2 separate regions of the Capsicum annuum genome follow, and region 2 is linked to region 1. Evidence: chromatin contacts called from public Hi-C data. All regions are on one chromosome and are shown on one strand. Each heading gives the region's core, a stretch centred on a gene start, on an enhancer-like site or on the middle of the called end of the contact. The rest is flanking DNA. Distances are from core to core; before and after follow the strand shown.

Region 1 (6,055 bases), core at 2,397-4,896:
TTGAATCCAACTTTTCTAAAATTGAAGATATCGTAGAAGGATATGCAAGGAAAGAAAAGGAGAGGGAACAAAAAAATACAATAATTTTGTGTTCATAATTCACCACCTCTTTCCTCTCCCTTTATGTTTTTCTAAAAATCATGGTGTCTGGGTCATCTTACTCATACCTCAACTATTTTTATAGGATATTTGTTACCTTTCATAGGATATGATGTTGTTGTATTTGTTACCTCCTACCAGCCTACTAGGTTAGACTATCTCGACTGGCATATGTGCATCTAGATTGATCAGATTGATAAAAAGAAAATAAATATTAAAAATTTAAAACAGATGGCTACACTGCATGCAAGTATCAAGTATACCTACAAAGCAACAGGCAAGATGAGAAAAAGACCCTTTTGCATATGGGGTTCATTTTGTCGTCATACACATAATTTCATTAGCTTATACATTCATAACACATTGAAAAAAAACTGGTGGTTGACAAAGGAACGAAAAAATTAACACCTTTGACTTATGTCAAGGCCTAATATTACATTGACCCAAGAAAAAATGAAGGAGATCTCTAATTTCAGTATAACCAAATTCTTGACCAAAATTCAAAGAGGAGAACCGGTGAAATTTTAGCAGTCTTCATGAAATAAAAATGCTTTGTATTTATAGGTTAAAAAGACGATAAAGACTCTTAACATCTGGTCCTTAGCATAGATTTCAAACTCACACAAAATAATTGTCTCCCGTCCAAAACAGTAGGACAAGTTGGGCTCGGCTATATGAATCCCCACTTACAATGTTTCCCTTTTTAACGCACCAGGAAAGTAGAAGGTAACCTAAAGAAGTATTATGATGGTTCTCCTTAACTTCGGGTGATATAAATACAATCTAAAAGCAAACAACAAAGAATTGTGAAAGCTCCATTATCAGGAAAATGGATTATCGGTATGATTAAAGTGCACATACTATATTTTTATGAGAGGAGTAACAACCTGAAATTTAATAGAGAACTCTAACCTTCAGCAGACTCTTTGCGAGAAATATTGGCCTTCATAAGGTCAGCAGAAGCGTAAGGTGCTTCAATTCCAGCAGTACCTGTGTAATAGCTTTTTATGATCGTCTGTTTGCAGCATTTGTAACCCCACTGGTGAGTGATGACTCTTCCATAATGAACCCCAAACTGTATAAAAGAAATCACGAAGCAATTAATACAACCTACATCAAATAAATGAAATGCTTAGCTTATCACCATTTGTTATTACTCCTTTCAGAACCTTCTTTGTTCCCCTCAAACTCCCTGAAGGGCTTCGAATTTTAAAATGGATAATCTTCTCCCGAACCTATTAACCTATTTTCCATCTGGGTCAGCCATGGACATTGGCAAAAGAATATTCGTCAAAAATCTTCAATAATTCTTCAAGAGAGCATAACTCCTACTATGAGAAGGCACTGATGAGGTGGCCTCCGCCCGCTTCTGACTCCGAGTTTCCACCCAAAACACAAAACCCTTTTCAGAATCGTGAATCAGCTCGTCGATTAATGGCAATCAAACACTTTCTGATTCGAAAACCAATAGCTCTAAATCACAAAACTTAAACGATTTTAATTAAAAAAGGTGCGATCTTTATTGATTCAGCTAAATCGGCAACAATCAAAATCAATTAGAAGCACCAAATTAGTATACGATAGAAATCAAATTCCAATCAAGTGCTTTAAGTAACACAATTGCAGCTTAGCTTTGCTCTTCTTGTTTCTTGTTGAACAGAGAAATACCATAGTAACAGTTATGGAGAACGATGCACTTTGCCACCTTTTTTTAGGAAATTATAATAGGTACACGTATCATTTGCAGAGTACAATGACAAAAATACCCTTTGAATGAAATTTTCTCCACAAATAGCACTCATGTCGAAACCACCGTTTACATAATATAGAAATATATAGTTAAAAAAACATGTTCATCAATTACCTATATGCGTTGTTATGTTAGCATCCTGCATGTTATTCTCTCTTGACTATTTTCTATGCTTTGCTGTCAATTACGTTGAATGAAAGATAACCAGGTTCCCCACTCTCCATGCATATATGTATTATTTGATTGTTTGTGGGGCAGATTTTTCCTTTAATTTACTCCATACCAAGTCTAATAATATTCATCCAGTTTGAAAAATTAATCAATAATTTTTATTTATTTATTCTTAATTATTAATTACAGACATTATCTAATACATTTCTCAAAACATCATATTATTATATTTGTTTCTAAACATGTGCATGCATGTGTTCAGTCAATAGTGGACAACTATTAATGAACTGAGGAGTATCTTATTTTACTCCCTCCATTCGTTTTACTTATTACTAATTTTTTAATTGTATTTCTACTTTTACTTGTCATTTTTGACATATCAAGAAAGACAACTACTTTTTTCTTATTTTATTTTTAGCATTAATTATTTTTTTCTTCAAATTAATTTCAAAATATAACGTAAACATCATTTAATAAAAATATTATAATAAAATAACTATATTATTAATTATATTCTGTTTATATATGGGGCCTTTATTTTGTTGACTTTGAACACATATATCATGTAGTATGGGCCTTAACATAAATATCAATTAAAACGTAATTAAACTCTCTCCCATTTTTTTAATTACTTTACTCTCTTTCCTTATTAATATACATAACATAGCCGATATATACATTGCATTCTGTGTATATGTTGGAATTTTTTGTAATATTGAAAACATAAGTTGTGTAATTGTGTACCTTTTGGAAGTAATCACACTTTCTCCCACTTTTTTAATTACTTTACTCTCTCTCCCTATTAATATATATAACATAGTCAATATATACATAGCATTCTGTGTATATGTTGAAATTTTTATAATATATTTAGAAAATTAAATTTTTTTATAATATTAAAAATATAAATTGTGTATTTGTCTAATTTTTAGTTGTTTTATTGACATATATATCATGTAGTATGGGGCCTTTATTTTGTTGACTTTGAACACATATATATATATATATATCATGTTGTTTGCCTTAGACAAACTAGCAGTCTTTTCTGGTTCTGGTTTTTGGGCCATGGGTTCAGCAAGACGTAGACTAAATTAAAGGCTTGTGGCTCTTCGATTTCCTTCTTATCTCTATCTTGATCCTGCTATGGACGATCACGAAATTAGAATTTTTATGAAGGGGATTCAGAAGTATGTATATAATTTAGTCGAAGGAATTAAACATCTATTATATATGCATAAAAAATATTTTTAACTGTATAAAAATAATATAATTTTTCATCGAAGGATATTCGAATGAACCCCCTGGAGCAAAAGTGGCTCCGCCACTGGCTATGTATAATCCTTCTTTTGTCGGGTTATTGCTGATATACAACAGCAACAAACCCAGTATATTCTCACTAAGTGGGGTCTGGGGAGGGTAGAGTGTACGCAGTCCATACCACTACCCCTAACGAGGTAGAGAGGCTGTTTCCGATAGACCCCCGACTCAAGATACAAGACTGACCGGCGGTAAACATCAAAAACATAGAACATGATACAATAACATAGATACAATATCCATAAAAGTACATTGCCAAAACACAGGACACCACAAATCCCCTACCCGACTACAACTCAACTACACCCTCAATCCTCTATCCTAATGTTTTTCCTCCAAATCTTCCTATCCAGGGTCATGTCCTCAGTCAGCTGTAATTGTTTCATGTCACGTCTAATTACTTCTCTCCAGTATTTCTTTGGTCTACCCCTATCCCGCTTGAAACCTTCCAAGGTCAACCTCTCACACCTACAATTATTGCCGATATAATTAGGTATTTCTTGTTGGAAGTACTCATGATTACATTAATAACGAGTGAACTCGTATTCTAACTTTTAACTGGAGAATATCTAACAATAGTCTCCAGTGAGTAATAGTAAATCCGAATCCTAAAAGTAATAAGGTTTTGGAATAAGCATGAGTAGTCAAATAAAATAAAACACTACGATAAGAATTAAGGACCACGCCTAGAGCTCATTCCATTTTAGTTTAAATTTTATTTTTGATGATATAAACTTTAAGAAAATAACTCATGAGTAATCAACTTTTGTACTTTTTGTATTTGATGTGTCCAGATTTTAATATTTTCTATGACTCAATTTATATAATATAGTTTAAATTCTAGAGTTAAACTTTAAATGTGGTGGAAATTATACATGCACCAAGTTTTAAAAGATTCTGAGACATAAAAATTAAAGTTGTCAATATGGCCAGCCCAATTCAGCCTATCGGGCTTACCTATTCGAATTTTGGATTTTGATGGGCCGAGTCTGACTGATCCATCAAGATAATGAGTCAAAAAATAACAAGCCCAAGCATCATTTTGTAGGTTGGGGACCTCGATGGATCAGCCCACTTTAAAAATATATTATCTTTTAATTTTAAATTATAAAATATTAATAACATAAATATTTACTAGAAAATGCTATATTGTGTTACTACTTGCTAGCCAAGTTTCAATCATCCAAAAAAATAATCTTAATAATCTAGAAAACCGAATAACTTTTGATATGATATAACTAATTAAATAAAATATTAATCTAATTTGTTCTAATAATAATATACTAAATTTTGAATATTGAAGAATGAGATTAGGCATCTATTTTTTTTTAATAAGAATGGATGAAGATATTTTGCCTAAATAATAGACGCAAGTAACAAATAGGAGAATTACTAAACATAATTAATTTGCCTATTTTATAAATTCATCTATTGAATTTACCTATTTTATAAGCACAATTAATAAAGATGTATATGATGGTTTCATAGATTTTGAGTTTGGATCCTCTTTTTATATTTACCAATTTATTTTATTTTTATTTTTAATTATAATTTATTTGACCCATGGACCGACACAACTCACATTGCGCTAGTCGATCGTATGGGCCAGGGAGTTTATCCGAATCGGGCTAAAAAGTCTTGTTCTTAATTGAGCTACAAAAATTTAAGTCCGATTCCATCAAATTACAAGCCATCGAGCCATCCCAACGGATATGACCCATATTAACGACTCTAATAAAAATCTCTTAATTTTCATTCGTTGTCCCTTCAGAGAAAATTCTTTTAGTAACTTATTATGTGCTTTTTTTATTTCTCTGGTAATTTATGAACTTTTTAAATCATGGTCTAAAGATTTTGTTTAAGCATCAAATTAAAATTTTTATAACAAAAAATATTAGATAGCACCCTAAAATTTTATAAGATTTCCAAATATTAGACAATCTCTCTCTATATATAAAGGGATCATTGGAGGCTGCTTATGTGGCATGTCTCAATGATCAAGAAACCTATTTATCTATTTTGTCAGATTTTTGACTTTCTTCTCTCATTTTAATATATTAAATAAATAATTAAATCAATAAATTAGTGTTTAATGCAATTAAACGCGCACTAACAGCTGGGAATCCAATTGTTTAAAAGGAAGGGAAAAAGAAAACTCTTTGGTGAATTTTGATCGTCAATAGAGAGAAGACGGTGGAGGGTTGATTTTTTTTGCGGGGGGTATGGCGGCGTGTTCAGAGAGGGCTAGCCTGTGGCTACTTCCAGAGCACCGATTGGATCTCGCAACCAGTGGAAGCCTTAACTGCGAGCTTAGACGCAGTTGGGCCTCCGGTTACTATTGTTGATCGGGAAAATGGAGGGTAAAGTTGCTGGGTAGTGTTAATGGAGTTTTCCGGCAAGAGTCACTGGCGCGAGCTCAGATGCAGTTGGGCCTCCGATTACTATTGTTGCTTGGGAAAATGAAAGGTAAAGTGTTGCTGGGTGGTGTTAATTGAGTTTTTCGGCGAGAGTCACCGGCGATAGCCTTCAACGAATTTTTCGATAGTTAATAGAGAGATTCCTCCGTTCCCTTCTCCTTTTCATTCATTTCAATTACAGCTAAATTTTCTTTTTCTTTGCTTAGGATTAAAATCAAAATCAGGTTCCTTTAATTGTCGATTCGAAAGAAATCGACATCATCCCACAAAAATTTTAATTTTTCAAGCGTGGTTTGCTAAG
Region 2 (6,352 bases), core at 47-2,546, 140 kb before region 1:
GGAGTTGCACCTCCTTTTGATTATTAGGCCCGTTCTGGCCACGTACACTCCAACTTTAAGATACTAGCGATTCTCAACAATCAGAATGGAGTTGCTCTCTCCATTTACTGTGTTACCCAATGTTATGTACTTGTATTGGCTGGCACTCTTCCTTGGAGTATCCATACCTCAATTTCAATATGCTTTTGATTGGTTACTCTTTTCTTTTGAATCTAACTCGGCTCCTCTTTTGGCTGCTCTCTTGGTTGCACAATCCTTGAGTTTTGTACTCTCGTTGGGTTGACCTGCTCACCTTCTCCCGTTACACCTGATTTGTAGTAATTTGTTTGCGTTTTCCCATATTTGTCTCACCAATAGTACTGAATTTCTCTTTAGTTCTATCCTTCCTTCAAACATCCTTCGAGTGTTCATATTTTTTATAGTATGTGCACAGAGTCGGGCTCTACTCATAGGTCACCTTTTGCCCTATTAACTTTCCTTTTTCATTTTTGAACGAGATCATCTCTGGCGGCATTGCATCCATGCCAACCTCCACTATAAGTCATGCAAAATTTAGATCAGTTTTTTTCTCCGTATTCTGATCAACCATTAGCGGCTTTCCAATTAAACTCCCAAGATTTTTAAGTCCTTTAGGACTTCGACACTTGGAAGTCTAGTTTAGGAATTTAATCTAGATGGGAACAGTATGTAACTCCTCCTTAGAGAAATCCATGTACGGATTCCACGCCTTAATTATGAAGGGTTTACTATAAAAATGATAGATTCCCACTTGAATAACCTCATTTTCTCCATTTCTGAATCAAATATCACTAGGATAACTCCATTTTCCAGCATCACAATCCTATTCAGTCCATGCTTGACCCAAATTCTCTGTGAGAACCATTTTATAACTTCAAATGGGGGGTGAGCACCTAACACATAGCACACTATAATTTTTCCAGTATTCCACCTCTGTACTTATGTCGTCGATACCAATTTCAATGAACTATGCGTCACCTTTTTTTTTTATCAGAGTTACGTATTTAAGCTTAAACCCAGCATTAACCACCTTTGTAATATAAAAATCGTCCTAAATCGATTTCATCCTAATCGAAACTTCCATCTCTTCCACCTCATCTGCCCAAGACAGCTTGTTCGTACCAACAGAGTTCAATTTGGTGGTAGAATTTGAAATTTCGATCTCCTTCCAATGTTTTTGCACCTCCTGTTGTTGCTGGAGGTCTTCTCCAGCCTTAATCCCTTCAATTTGCCATCAGCTGATCTAGAATTCATTGGTGATTCTTCAATTGCAGTTTTCCACTTCAAATTTGACAGCGGAGTTACTGCTTCATTGATGTGGGTCCTAATCTGAGTGGATCTAGTGTTATTCCTTCCTTGCCGAGCTATAGTGTGACTAGCTTAAGCTTGTCGTGCCATTATTGCCTTCAAAAATAGAGCTCGAGCTCTCTTTCCCATGGTGGGCGCACGTTAAGCTAACGTGCACCGACAATATATGTATGTTAATACGATAATATAGCTTTGCCAAAGGTATCGAATTTTGCAAAACTCATAGTTAGAACTCTAGATCTATCCTTAATCTAATGTATGGGTTTATCACGAGTCCTGGAGAATTATCATCAAGATTTTAGTTCAAACTGTGTCTTAACTTTGAGACCAACTATAATCCTATCGGATCACCAAGAGTTTCTAATAAATGGTCTTGCTCCGATCTTGATAAATTACCAAGAGTTTAGTGCAAGTTGTATCGTAATTTGGAACAAATTACTTACAAAACTTGACGGATCACTAAGAATTTTTCGAGAAATTTCACCAACATAATTTTACTTCAAAATTGATCCAGATAATCTCAAATCAACTCCAAACTTGATATTCAATATTCTAATACCAATCTCAATTATTCTCAATGCTAAATTCAACTCAAAACTTTTTGACAATCAATAGTCCCACTCTATCTTCGTCAACAATCAAACCAAAAAAAATAAAAATACAACAATAGTATTCTCAAGTTTATCCAACCAAATCAATCAAAACCAACCACATATGGCAATATATCGAGGAATGTTGTTTTTTTTTTTTTTTTTTTTTTTTAAATATAGGAAAAAGTGGATTAAAATGACTTTCATGAATTGAAATGACTTTTAATAATTTTATTAAACATAAGAGGTTTTAAATAGCAAACATACAACCAAAACCTATATAATTTGAAATTCAAAAATACTAAAATATCTCAACAACTAAAGTATCTTAATTTAAAATTTAAAATTCAAGTTTATCTTAATTTAAACAACTTATTACGCTAAAGATTACTGTAGTGATTAAATCAAATTTCAACACTTCTCCCTTACTTTAGTTACTGCAATTTAAAAAGTTCTCTTCTTCAATTTATGCTTTGACAATTGATTCTGAATTTTTGTGATTGTAGTTGAATTTGCAATGTTTCTTTTTGGATTTGCAAAACGTTGTTGTAAGAATTTTTCTTTCATCCCAACAACATATATAATATAGGTTATAAAATATGATTTCATTTTCACGAATCAAATCTGATAGTTTTTGTTGGTAATTATTTTGGTATTCAAAAAGAGACTGTTGTTTGACATTAATATTCGTTGAAAATAGCCAGACACTTTGAAAATAAGCATGGGTTGGAGATGATAGTCCTAACGGAGTAAAATAGTAATCTTAACGGGTTAAAAAGATAGCTCTTACATGTTAAAAACGGTATGATAGTTACGTTCTTTAAAAAAACTTACAGATTCCGTAAGATCAATGAAACTCTTGATATCACCGTTGATTTTTTAAAAAAAGATGAGGCCGTAAAATAAGGTTAAAATAATTTTCAATGGATTGAAACAACTTTAAATAAGCTTTCAATAGTTTTTTTAAACATAGGAGAGCTTTAAATAGCCAACACACAACAAAAATTCAAGAATACTAAAATATCTCAACAACTAAAACAACCTAATTTAGAATTTAAAATATAAATATATCTTTATACAAATAACTTATCAAATTAAAAATTACTACAATAACTAAATCAAATTTTAACAATGAATAAGAAAAGGAGGAAGAAGAGTTAATTTTCTCTACAGGAACAATAGTTAAACAATTCTTTAACCAGAAATGATATTTGAGAAGTTACAGTGCACTTTTAAAACGAATGTGAGATGCTTCAAAAATAAATGATTGTCTTGATAAATGCTTAGAGTTATATGAAGATAATTTTTTTTTAAAAAATACATGATAGCACTATTTAACTTATTAATTATTTAAATTCTTACTCTTAAATTGTAAAACTTTCATAAATCCCAATAAGTTTATTCCTGATAACTCATTATCCCTTCTTTTAATAAAATTACATAAAATCCCTAATTTTAATTTTTCGGATACATAATTTGACAACAAATACATCCTAACAAGAATTAATGCGCGTTAAGAAAAATAACAAAAATCTTTTTATTTGCGGAGCAAATCATGCGACATTAGTTGTACTGTACTTTCAAAATCCAAGAATAACGTGATCTATTCAAATTTTGAAATTTAGAAAAAGGATCCTCATTCTTCAAGCATAAACAAGCTCTCCCCATTCTATGTTCTCTGCACCTCTTTTTTTTAACGGTACATAATGAGTTTCTTCGAGAACATAATTCATACTCTGTATTAAGATACATTATAATAGAAAAGTTTAAATTACTACTTGGTTACTCATCAATTTATGTGTCATTTATTAATAAATATATCTACAAATTATAATATTTGAGATACATTACATGTTATAACTATTGATTGAGATACATTACTCCATAAGCAAAAAATTATATAGAATTAATTCTTAAATGTATCTTATACATAAATCTGACGTAAATTAAGAAAAATACATAGTTCTTAGATGTATCTGAAGTATAATCAAAAGAGATATATAATTTGTAGATGTATCTGACACATAGATTTGACATATAAATTGTATCTTATAACATTATTAATGTATGAGATAATACATCAAAACCCCCCTAAACTTGTCTCCCCAACTTACTTTAGCACTTAAACTAATCTTCTATTTATTTATCCCCTTAACATCTTTATAGTGAATTTATTTTCCCCCTTATGCTAACGTGGCATTTTCTTTTAAAAAAAAAGCTTGAACGGTATTTCTTTTTAAAACTAATATATATATATATATATATATATATATAAAAAAAAAAAAACCCCCTCTTTCTCCCCCCCCCCCCCCCAACCCCCCCCCCCCCCAATTTCTCCACCCCCACCTTTAATTTATCCTCCTTCGACCTCTTAGATCAATAAAAAAATGAAATAGAATTTGAAAATTAAAAAATCTACATGGTTTGGATGTTTGGTTGTTAATTTTAGAGAATTTGGTGTTGATTTGATAGATTTTTTTCATGTGAGTTGAATTTTTTATCACTATTTTATGATTTTTTTTATGGTGGTAATTAAATTTTTCAAGTGGGTTGAGTTTTTCGGTGAAAATTCGCTGGAAAACCTGGCAGGTGTAGTTGTGTGGGGGTGGATGGGGGTATGTTTAGGTGAGGGAGTGTAGGGGTGGATAGGGGCGTGTGTGCAGGTGGGGGTAGACGGGAGGGGGGGGGGGGGGGGGGGGGGTTTGGAAAAATTTAAAAAAGGGGGGGGGGGGGTACTTTTTTGATTTAAAATATTTTATATATTTTAAAATATGTATATATATATATAAATAAATAATATTTATATATATTTTATATAGATATATATAAAAATATTTTAAAAATACTTTATTTACGTGGCTATGATGTGGCGGTGATCTGGCACTGACGTGGCGCTGACGTGTTAGCGGGTGTGATGCACTCTCCCTCATGAGAGCGGTATTATATATTAAGGGGGAAAATTAATTCACTATAAATATGTTAAGTGGGGTAAATAATTATTCGTAAAATTTAAGTGCTAAACTAAGTTGTCGGGACAAGTTCAGGGGGGTTTTGATGTATTATCTCTTAATGTATCTTAAAGTATTTTATTTGGTACAAACAAATAAAAGGTTCTTATTGTAACTTCAACACCGTTTTGTTTTGCAACACGAGTTTTGCATCTTTCGATACATAACTTTGTTTCCTTCTTAAGGAAATCTTTTGATGTATCTTTTACGTCTTTGCTCTCTTTAGGTCGGAACATCCATTTTTTGCATGTCTAATGCATAAATATTTATATATAAAGACCTTAAATCTCACTCATATACATAACTGTTGTCCCTTTTTTAGGGGTGGCCGTGTGTGTCATTTGGAGAGCTATTCTCTGACAATATTAGTTGACGGTGACGAACTTTTAGTTTCACCGCTCAATTTTTCTATGATTGATTACGACATCATCCAATAGAAATTCAATCGAACAAAAATTGAAGCAAAAGAAAGATAAAACTAATGGTGGAAATGGAGAAAACAACGTGAAAACGATGCAATGGAGATGGAGAAAAAGATGCCGTGGGGATACAGGATGGGGTTTTGGGTGTTCTTGAAATTTCTAGTGGTGCGTTGTCCGATGCAGTGGATGTTGGTGGTTCTACTAATATTGTTTGTGTGTGTAGTTTGATTATAGAAGTTTCTGTAATTTGATTTAGTTTGTTGTGTTATTTTTGAATATGTTCGATGTGTGAGGATACACTAATGGAGAGAAGGAGGAGGAGATTAAACATTATGGTATTAAATTGGTAGAGAGAAGATTTTAGCGAAATTTTTTGGGGACAATCAATATATTCAATTAGAGTGACAATGATGCATTTGAAAATTTAAAGATAGAGAATGTAAATCAGGAATTTTAGTAATTAATATATACGATAGAGATATTAAGTAGTTTCGGTAAGTTAAGTTATGATATTAAGTAATTTTTTCTTTATTTAATTACATTGCATCCCATATTTTAATTTTTCTTTCTCCATTATACTTAATATATTACATTTTTATTTTTATCTTATTAGATCTCCCTGTCCATTATTCTCAGATCTCTCGAATTTATATCATTTTCTCATTGCATCTTCATCTTTCTCTTTCTCTCAACTTATCCTTTTCTCTCATAAAAATAACATCCTTGATGATGGCTAAAAGCATTTATCATTGCTCAGCTACCACCAAACCCACCACCCTCTCCCTCTGCTCCCTTTCCTTCACTTCACTCTCATTTCCTTCTCTCAACCTCCATGTCTTTCCAACTCTAATCATCTCCAATCAAAAAAATCATCGATAAACCACCACCAAAATAATAACCTCTCAAAACTTCATCTTTTTCAACAAATATCGACAAATTTTGGTGATACAAGTGAAGATTTGTCCAAATTTGATCGAAAACCTTCATTCCACTTTCATCTTCTTCT

What was found. Hi-C and Micro-C count contacts between places; a contact is called where the count stands out from the background.
Region 2: a contact with region 1 is called in a Hi-C map of leaf, with 2.0 times the contacts expected there. The contact joins two enhancer-like sites. A contact is called at or near these places in 2 of 5 Hi-C or Micro-C datasets (bud and leaf).

The regions. Positions count from the first base shown.
Region 1 is chr1:12,219,107-12,225,161 of UCD10Xv1.1, reverse strand. It overlaps the pseudogene LOC107865102. Among protein-coding and RNA genes, the nearest start is that of LOC107853095, 45 kb to the right of the region's middle. Within about 2 kb of position 3,646, at least 4 of the 5 cell types and tissues checked have an H3K27ac peak or open chromatin away from gene starts, as enhancers often do. A contact at or near this core is called in leaf, where this site is marked.
Region 2 is chr1:12,361,180-12,367,531 of UCD10Xv1.1, reverse strand. No RefSeq gene overlaps it. Among protein-coding and RNA genes, the nearest start is that of LOC107868079, 46 kb to the left of the region's middle. Within about 2 kb of position 1,296, at least 4 of the 5 cell types and tissues checked have an H3K27ac peak or open chromatin away from gene starts, as enhancers often do. A contact at or near this core is called in leaf, where this site is marked.